Linked DNA regions of Mus musculus: region 2 is linked to region 1. A link is a contact called in public HiChIP or PLAC-seq data. All regions are on one chromosome and are shown on one strand. The core of a region is the stretch at or near the end of the contact, and the rest is flanking DNA. Distances in the headings are between cores, read along the strand shown. Region 1 overlaps Gm33782 (a long non-coding RNA gene). Region 2 overlaps Gm33897 (a long non-coding RNA gene).

What was found. HiChIP or PLAC-seq counts read pairs in DNA pulled down with a chosen protein or histone mark.
Region 2: a contact with region 1 is called in an H3K27ac HiChIP or PLAC-seq map of bone marrow-derived dendritic cells, with 4 times the contacts expected there. The contact joins two enhancer-like sites. A contact is called at or near these places in 1 of 15 datasets of contacts at CTCF or cohesin (pro-B cells), 5 of 484 Hi-C or Micro-C datasets (B cells, CD4 T cells, cortical neurons and 2 more) and 3 of 115 datasets of contacts at active chromatin or transcription factors (bone marrow-derived dendritic cells, microglia and pancreatic cancer cells).

What each region holds. Positions count from the first base shown.
Region 1 is chr10:96,331,455-96,335,457 of GRCm38.p6, forward strand. The region is part of intron 2 of Gm33782 (a long non-coding RNA gene); the gene reads left to right. Among named protein-coding and RNA genes, the nearest start is that of Gm33782, 24 kb to the left of the region's middle. Within about 2 kb of position 2,002, at least 117 of the 459 cell types and tissues checked have an H3K27ac peak or open chromatin away from gene starts, as enhancers often do.
Region 2 is chr10:96,722,776-96,726,778 of GRCm38.p6, forward strand. All of the region lies in intron 2 of Gm33897 (a long non-coding RNA gene), which reads left to right. Among named protein-coding and RNA genes, the nearest start is that of Gm33897, 9.0 kb to the left of the region's middle. Within about 2 kb of position 2,261, at least 77 of the 459 cell types and tissues checked have an H3K27ac peak or open chromatin away from gene starts, as enhancers often do.

The DNA of each region.
Region 1 (4,003 bases), core at 752-3,251:
AGCATCTGCCCTAAATCATCACAGCAATACACTGGTTTTGAAACACGATCTCTCAATGAACCTACAGCTTGAGGATTCAGCAAGAGCGGCTGGCTGTCCAACAACCTTCGGGGGATTTTCTTTGTCTTTGTCTCCCCTGTGCTAGAATACCCATATAGATTATTGTCTTGCCTAGTTTTATGTAATCTTCACACAAGCTAGAGTCATTGGAGAGAATGCTTCCTTTAGATCAGGCTATAGGCAAGCCTGTAGAACATTTTCTTAATTAGTGATTGAATGTGGAAGGGCCCCGTTGTCGTTGATTACCACCCCGGCCTGGTGGCTCTGGGTTCTAAAAGAAAGTAGGCTAAGCAAGCCATTGGAAGCAAGGCAGTAAGCACTACCCATCTGTAGCCTATGAATCAAGTCCTTCCTCTGGGTTCCTGACCACTTGGAGTTTCTGCTTTGGCTTCCATGGACTCTGATTCAGGATGTGTACGTCAAATAAACCCTTTCCTCCCCGAGTTGCTTTTGGTGGTAGTGTTTCACCAAAGCAAGATTAACTCTAAGGCAACTGTCTTATCACTTCTCACAGGGGCTCTAGGCATCCAAACTCAAGTCCGCTTGCTTGTATAGCAAGCACTTTAACAACTAAGCCATCTCCCCAGCCAGCACTTTAACAACTAAGCCATCTCCCCAGCCCCGTGCACTGGGATTTTTTTAAACACTCGCGCATTCTAGACTGCTCATTCCCTTCTGTTTAAAGGAATAGCTCCATTATCAGAAAACAATAATTCAACTCTTATGAAATCCCATCCATGGACATGTTAAAGAGATGTGGAAAGGGCTTTGTTCAAGTTACACACACATTTTTACCTGCCCGCTATCACTTTAAAACTTGGATGGATCTTCATTTAAAGAAAAGGGAAGTCCTGATAAAAATGGTAGTGTGCAGTGCCTCTTAAAACACTAGCACTTCAGGACCTTGTCACTGGCTTATCTGAGGGACAAAGAGCTGGTGCAGACTCTTTAGAAGGGGCTATAAGCTTTCTGGTTCTCCACAGACCCTTCCAGTCCTCAGCCTGTTCCCTACCAGGCAGCACTCTGGATATCTGTTTTTGACTCAGTTCACAGAAGTCTGTCAAAGCTCAGGTTCCTTTGTCTCTTCCGTATCCCACACAGGAGATTCAGCATGTGCCAAAGAGCTGCCTTTGACCTGAACGCTCATGCCATCCCTTCACGTCTCTGGTATTGGAAAGGTTATCAGGTTCCTCTCTGAATTCTACTCCAGCTCCTTTCCCCCACCCCAGAGGCTTTGTTCTGTGCTTTTGCTTTAAGAATGAAGACAAAGCCTGACGATACATCTATTCTCCTAAGACTCTAGTTCCTCAAGGCTGAGTGCCAGCTCCCTGATTTGTTTCCCGTCCAGAGCTGCGAATACAGAGACCGCCAACAGGGCAAGGCCATTTTGCTAATGACCTTCGTAGGGCTGACTGCACAGCCAGTCAACAGCAGATCTGAAAATAGAACTCAGGACTTTCAAATCATTGTTCTGCTTGCTGGGCTGTATTTCCTCCCATAAGGGCCTGGTTAAGCAACGTCCTGTTTTGCACAAGCAGAAGTCACAATACACATATGAGAAACTGGACTGGACACAAGGATCACAAGACCGCACCCACCCTTAGGAAAGATGGCTCTGTAGCATGAAGCAGTGCGATTTGTTTCTAGTCCTGCCGGTTTGGGTTGCAAGCGGGCTCACAGCTGGTCAAATCATTGACTTTGCAGTATGTGGTGTTTTAGGAATTTTCAGAGTGCCAAGTGTCAGGTATTTGCCTGACAACACACCAAAAAGACATTTATGCAAGTGACAGAACAGTGTCGTAAGGTGGCCACCAGCTTGGGAATCACTGTGTTTGTGGTGCAAGTGCCATGGGAGAACCAGAAGCTTGGTGGCAGATCATTCTTTTAGGGTATTCCTTGTGGCCTGTAGAGGGCAGATTGAAATCGCAGAGATGCCCCTAGGCACTGTAGTCATCCTGGACTTGGAGGCTGAGGCAAGAGGACCTCGTGATCAAGACCAGGCAGTTCCTTTATTACCTCGAGCTGCCTTAAGGGAAGGAAATGGGGTGGGGGTGGGGGACGACGAAACAGAACAAAACAAACAAACAAAATGACTGGAATTGTCAAAAGTCAATCAATAAGGGAGTTTTATTTGGGAGCTGACAGCAGGATTACGTACAGTCCAGAACACAGGTATACAGGTGGCCACTTGCATGTCCTGAGAACAAAGGAAAGCCTGGGGGGTTTTAGCAAGCAGAGAAATCTACACATGAACATACCTGGTCCTTCTCACTGCCTGTGGGAATGGCAAGGTCTGATGGATGGGTGGGGCAGTGGGTAAAGCTAGTTTGAAGATTGTAGTTGGCAGTTACGCTGTTAGCTACTAAATAAATCAAGTCTTGAACATGCCCAGGGTGTTCCTTTGGACTGTTTCTGGAAGATTGGATCTGGAGCAGGCATGTATTGGTATGATTTCCCTTCCTTGCCTCCAGCCCCCGCCCCCCTCCACCTTAGTGGGGTGTGGTAGGAATGCTTACAGAAGGTTGGGGGGTGGTTTACACTTCCTGATGTTCCTTCAAATTGTTGAGACCTCTCTGTTCCATGCTAGCCCACGTAGAGGGCTTGCTAGCCCTTCAGTGATCTTCAGTGTGTTCTTGGAGAGCAGAGCCTGAGGATGCTAGCTGTTTTTGCCTCTCAGTCAAGCTCCTGGCCGCTCCGCAGGACATAACAGAGTGGATTCCAGGACCCTGAACTAGCTGTAGTACGTGAGCCCTGGATCTATGTCTCACACCTGCCAGACTTGAATCGAATGGCTTTGTGTCTTTGCGTCTGTTTGTTAGTCTGTAAGACAGGCGCGGCAACAGCTGGTAAGACCTCGGAGTCATTATGAAATTGAAATGAGTTGTTATTCATGGATTGCTTCAAAAGATTCTAGACAAAGATAATAGGTTTAGTTGTAGGCAATCAATAAACGACCTAGCAACGGGAAACAACTGCAGTTAGCTATGTGGAACAGGCCGAACACACCACAGGACCCTCCTTCCTTCTCTCCTTCTTTAGAGAAGCCTGCTTTATAGTTCAAAAGTGGGCCCTTGAGATCTCATTCCTCATTGCTCCATACTACAGATAGAGCAACTGAGGCACAGGGAAATTAGGTGATTTATTTATGTTTACCCACCAGGCACGTGACAGGATGGAAGGACAGGGCACTGTATGTACTGATGTCACTCACGGTTTTGCCATCGTTGTGCCAGTTTGGTATTTATTTCCTAGGAAAAAACCATAGAGGAAGCTGCTTGTGATGTTCTTCAGATGCTTAGATAGAATCGTTTACAGACACTTTGGAAGCAGCAAAACATGCAGAAGTACCCATGGGCGGTGATGGCAATGACTAATGCACACATGAGGACTCTTACTGCAGCCTCACTTAGCATATCAAACGGCGTTAAAAATAATAATTAGCCTTGGGAACCCAGAACAAGAACACCCAGTCATTTTGACACACCTAACTGCAATTTGATCTGTGTGTGTGTGTGTGTGTTTCACCTACTCATAGCGGCAGCTGTTCAAGAAACGAACAAAAGACTGTGTGGAAAATGGCAGCGTCAGGAGGTTGTGCTTTCTTTGTTAAAACATGGGAGATGGTGTGTGTGTGTGTGTGTGTGTAATTATTTCCTTGAATGTGTACATGTATACATACATATATATTTTACAGATTTTTACATGTCCTTCAATAGCTTCCTTAGCCATAACTATAAATAGAAATGATGAATGACATTTTTTTTTCTTTCTCAAACCTCAGTTGCTATAACCTAATGTCATGGAAAGCAAATCAAACTGGAGGCTGGGAAATGGAGAATCCGGCCCTTGCTTCTCCATCAAGTACATCTTTGGAAGAGGCCTGGGGAGTTTCTCAGTCTATCAGGGCCACCAATGTTTCAGTCTGAAAACACTACTTTAGTTT
Region 2 (4,003 bases), core at 1,011-3,510, 390 kb after region 1:
TTCCAGAGCTTTACAGTGGAGCCACAAAACAGGAGGGTTCTATGGGGGTAAAAATCCGCCTGTTCTGGGCTGTGGCAATTTGCAAGTCCGTGGTATTCGTCCCTTTAACAACTTCCTGCAATGACATTTCTGTCAGGATGATGGGCAAATATGTGGTCAAGGCTTTAAATGCCAGATCCACACAGTTCATTGTTTTTACTAGCTCGCCTCCAGGAGTGGACCTTGATACCCACAAGAAGAATTTAATTAATTAGGCTGTGCTATGTATCTGAGTGCTTTTCCACATTTCTCTATTGTCTCATTTGCAACAAAGGTGCAAATCGCGGCCTTTGACATTTCCGCTGGAAGGAGCTCTCTCAGAGAACTTCATGAAACCAACCTCACCACTCTGGAACCGTGCAAGGAAAACCAGTGTTTTAAAACCATGGTAGACTTGAACACGTACTTCCCTTGCATGACATGAAACACAGAGACAACATACTTACATGGTTCAGGCCAATGAGAACAAATTCCTATCTGTCAAAACCACACAGGCAAACAAGAAGAGCCAGCCCACAAGTTGTCTTTAGTGTGACCGGAGGAACAACAGTATTTTACTCTAGTCTGTATAGTAAAAGTTACTCTTAAAACTCAGTATCACCAGACACTATGGTTTGGACATTGCTGTCTCTGGTCCTTTAAAGAAGGCTAAGGAAAGGTTCTCCATTCTCTTTTAGAAAAGATGAGATAATATTGGATTGCATGGATATCTGCTTAGACACATAGCCACTTTCTGAAAAGAAGAGAAGAGAAGAAAAGAAAGAGGGTATCAGGTTATGTCTTCTTGTGGGAAGTGCTCGTGTCCCACTTTCTGTGGCTTCGGCTGGGCTCTAGTCCCAGGATGCTCTCTCCATATCCGGGCCTCTTGCTCATGCGCTCCCCAGTTCTTTCTTGTCCATAGTGAGAGACTCAGGGCTGGATCCATCCACAGGGAGCTTTGATGAGAGGCAGGTTTTACATCTTTGAGAATGTCTGCTAGGATTGTTTTGGAACCTGTTGAAGAATGAGGCGAAACAACAAAACAGAGCCACAAGGTAAAAGACGGGAGCCAGAACACACAGGGTGAGCATCCAGTCTTGAGACTACATTTAAAGTCCCAGATCCGCATGCGGCTAAATTCAACTTGTTTCTGGCGTTTGCGCCTAACCCGTAGCAGCCATTTCTTTGTCGCAGGCAGTTTTAGTTGGGTCTGTTTCATTTATAGCCGCTCAGTCTGATTACTAGCCCGGGTGATAGATAGAGCACCTTCTCATTTAAGTTTCACAAAACTCCTTTTACAGAACGGAAGCAGGTTAAGAAAGGGGCAGGCACATGCATGAAGGTCCTTCTAGGAAGAGCAGCAGATCTAGGTCTCAAACTCATTTATGCTTTATTCTAAAATTCCAGGCTCAGCCTACGGGAGTCAGCTAAGCCAGGCCGTTCAGTAACAGCCAGCAGCTTGCATAGCTTGAAGGGTAATTCATTAATTCTTCGAGTGTTTCTCGAAATGCGTTTTGATCTTATTTGCCTGGTCTCCTATCTCTTTTCAGACCAGTCCTCAATTCCCTACCCACGGACACTTTTTTTTTTTTTTTTAATTTTATCTATCAGGACCAATTTGTGCTGTCCAAATAGTCTTGGATATCTGGAGAGTAGCCACTGGAGAGTGGACTACTTTAGGGGGCGGGGTTGGGGGGGGGGAGGGCGCTACATTCTTAAAGAAAAGGACTCTGTTTTCAGGTTTCAACAGCAGTTGACAGACAGTTGCACTGCTGGTCCCAAATGGTTTATTACTAAGCATACTCAGTCTTAGGGGCGGAGTCCTCTCTGCCCCTTCTTCCCCAGCAGGCGCCTTCTCTCCTCTTTCTGGTCTACATTCTGAGTAGCAGGCATTTTAAACAGAAGTTTCCTCAGTAGCTTTTGCCTCCTCAGGATACCTGTCATCTACGGAGGAGGAAACTCCATCGTTAGTACCAATCGTTAGGCTGGGGACTCCACAGATCAGGCTTGGGGACAAGAGTGTGGTCTATAAACCCGATTGAAGAGGTTTTTATTTTCCATGATAAAGTGCAAACAAGGAGACATTAGCTTGACCCCGTTCCCTCCCTGGGTGTGTGCAAGTTTTATAGAGCACAGAGTTCTGTCTTGAAAATGGAAGAGAAGAAGGTAAACACTAGCCTGGGAACTGAGGTGCTGGCTCCAGCTGGGAGGTCAGCTGTGCACCCATGACACCCGAAAGCTGTGATGTGGTAGATAACAACCCCCCACTGCCTGCCACAGCTGAGCTCCTCCCAAGAAGGTGCAGCTCAGCTCCGTGAGACCCAGGAAATGGGTCACTCAGCCACCTTCTTTGTCCCTCTCAGCCTCTTGTTGAAATCCTTGGGGGATGTTTTTGAGAGAGTAAGACGTTCCTTGGAGTTTTGTGAATTGCAAAATGTTCAAAAACAGACAAAGGAAAAGTCACAAGCTTTTTGCATAGAAGGCAGCTGCTTTGTGGACCTGTGGGGTTAGGTAAAGAGATGAGGGGAGACTGGGGCCAGGTGTGCAAACAGTCCAGTCCTCAAAAGCAGTAAATGTAAGTGAAGTGACGGACCTCCCCAGATACTGAGATTTCTGAGAGCTGACTGTCCTCTTCAAAGGGCGAAGCTGAGCAGCCTGGGAATGGCTTTTAGGCTATACATTCATAAGCTTTTCAATGAGCTCTGTCGACAGTGTATCTCTTCCAAGGATATATACCCTTGATAAGGAGTAAAATCTTGCTCCCACTCTCAGGGAGCCAAATCTAATATTAGTTCCTTGTGTCTGAGATCTGGAATGGGTAGGGAGATTAAGAATGATTTCTGTAGGTCTCGTAAAACCAAAGCATTCACTTTTTTTTTTCTTCAATGAGTTGCAAAAGTCCCTCTATTTTGCTACCTAGGAGCCAGCACTCGCTGCTTTCTCAGAGGGCGTGAGTTTCAGTTCTAGCATCCTTACAACCAACCAGGCAGGTGACCTGTCCTCTCTCCAGAAGCATCTTTGGCTCTTAGGGTGTGTAGGCATGTCTCCAAGGCAGGTCAGTTCTCACCCATAGAGAGGGGTATGATATAGCAAGTGGAGAGTAGATTCTTAGGATAGAAATAAGTCTGGGTAGACGTGGTCCACACTGAGGCATCAGCACTAAGTCCTAGCAGATGCTTAAAAAAAAAAAAAAGATTCTGGAGATGTTTGTCGAAGTCTTGAAGACTGAGTTGTTCAAAGAAGAGAACTGCAAAGGCCACTGTAGACCCTTCATATTAAAAACAAAAACAAAATAACTGTCTGTTCAGGTACCCACCATATGTATATGGTAGTGTTCAAGATTCAAAGCTCTGTAAAAGCCCATAGTTTCTTTCAGAGATGAAACAGAAAAAAAAATGCAAATATAGATACTTAAACACACCACACATGCAGGTAGTGCATAGTCTCCTCTTTTTACCAGACAGGTCAATCCAATGCCTATTTACTCTGAGTCATTTAACTAACAATGATGTATGGGGCAAAGCCAATACTTTTCAGACATGGTGCCAGGCATGGAACAAATAATCAGAGCACATCGTTTGTCTTGGAGATGGTCTTGACTTCATAAACACACAAGGGAGGAAATGACCAGCTCTCTCCAGATAGAAGATGTGCCAGGAAATCTTCCCAGAGAAGGTGGAACCTGTGCAGGGGGCATAGAGGTGGTGGTGGTAGTCGTCATGAGATCGTCTTTGTAGAACAGGGCACTAGCTTGACCTAAGGCTCCTTCAGGCCTGCTGCATCTGCATAGTTTGTAATTCACTAGTGCCGACTGAAAGGGAGACGTGATGTGGTATGAATTCATGATCTGACAGCCTCCAAATCATGCATGATTTTAAATGTCTGTGCTTTGGGGATCGGGATGCACCTTAGCCTGTAGAGTGCTAGGATAGTATACACAAACTCTTGGGTTAGTTCTCCAGGACTGTATCCATCTGGCATGGGT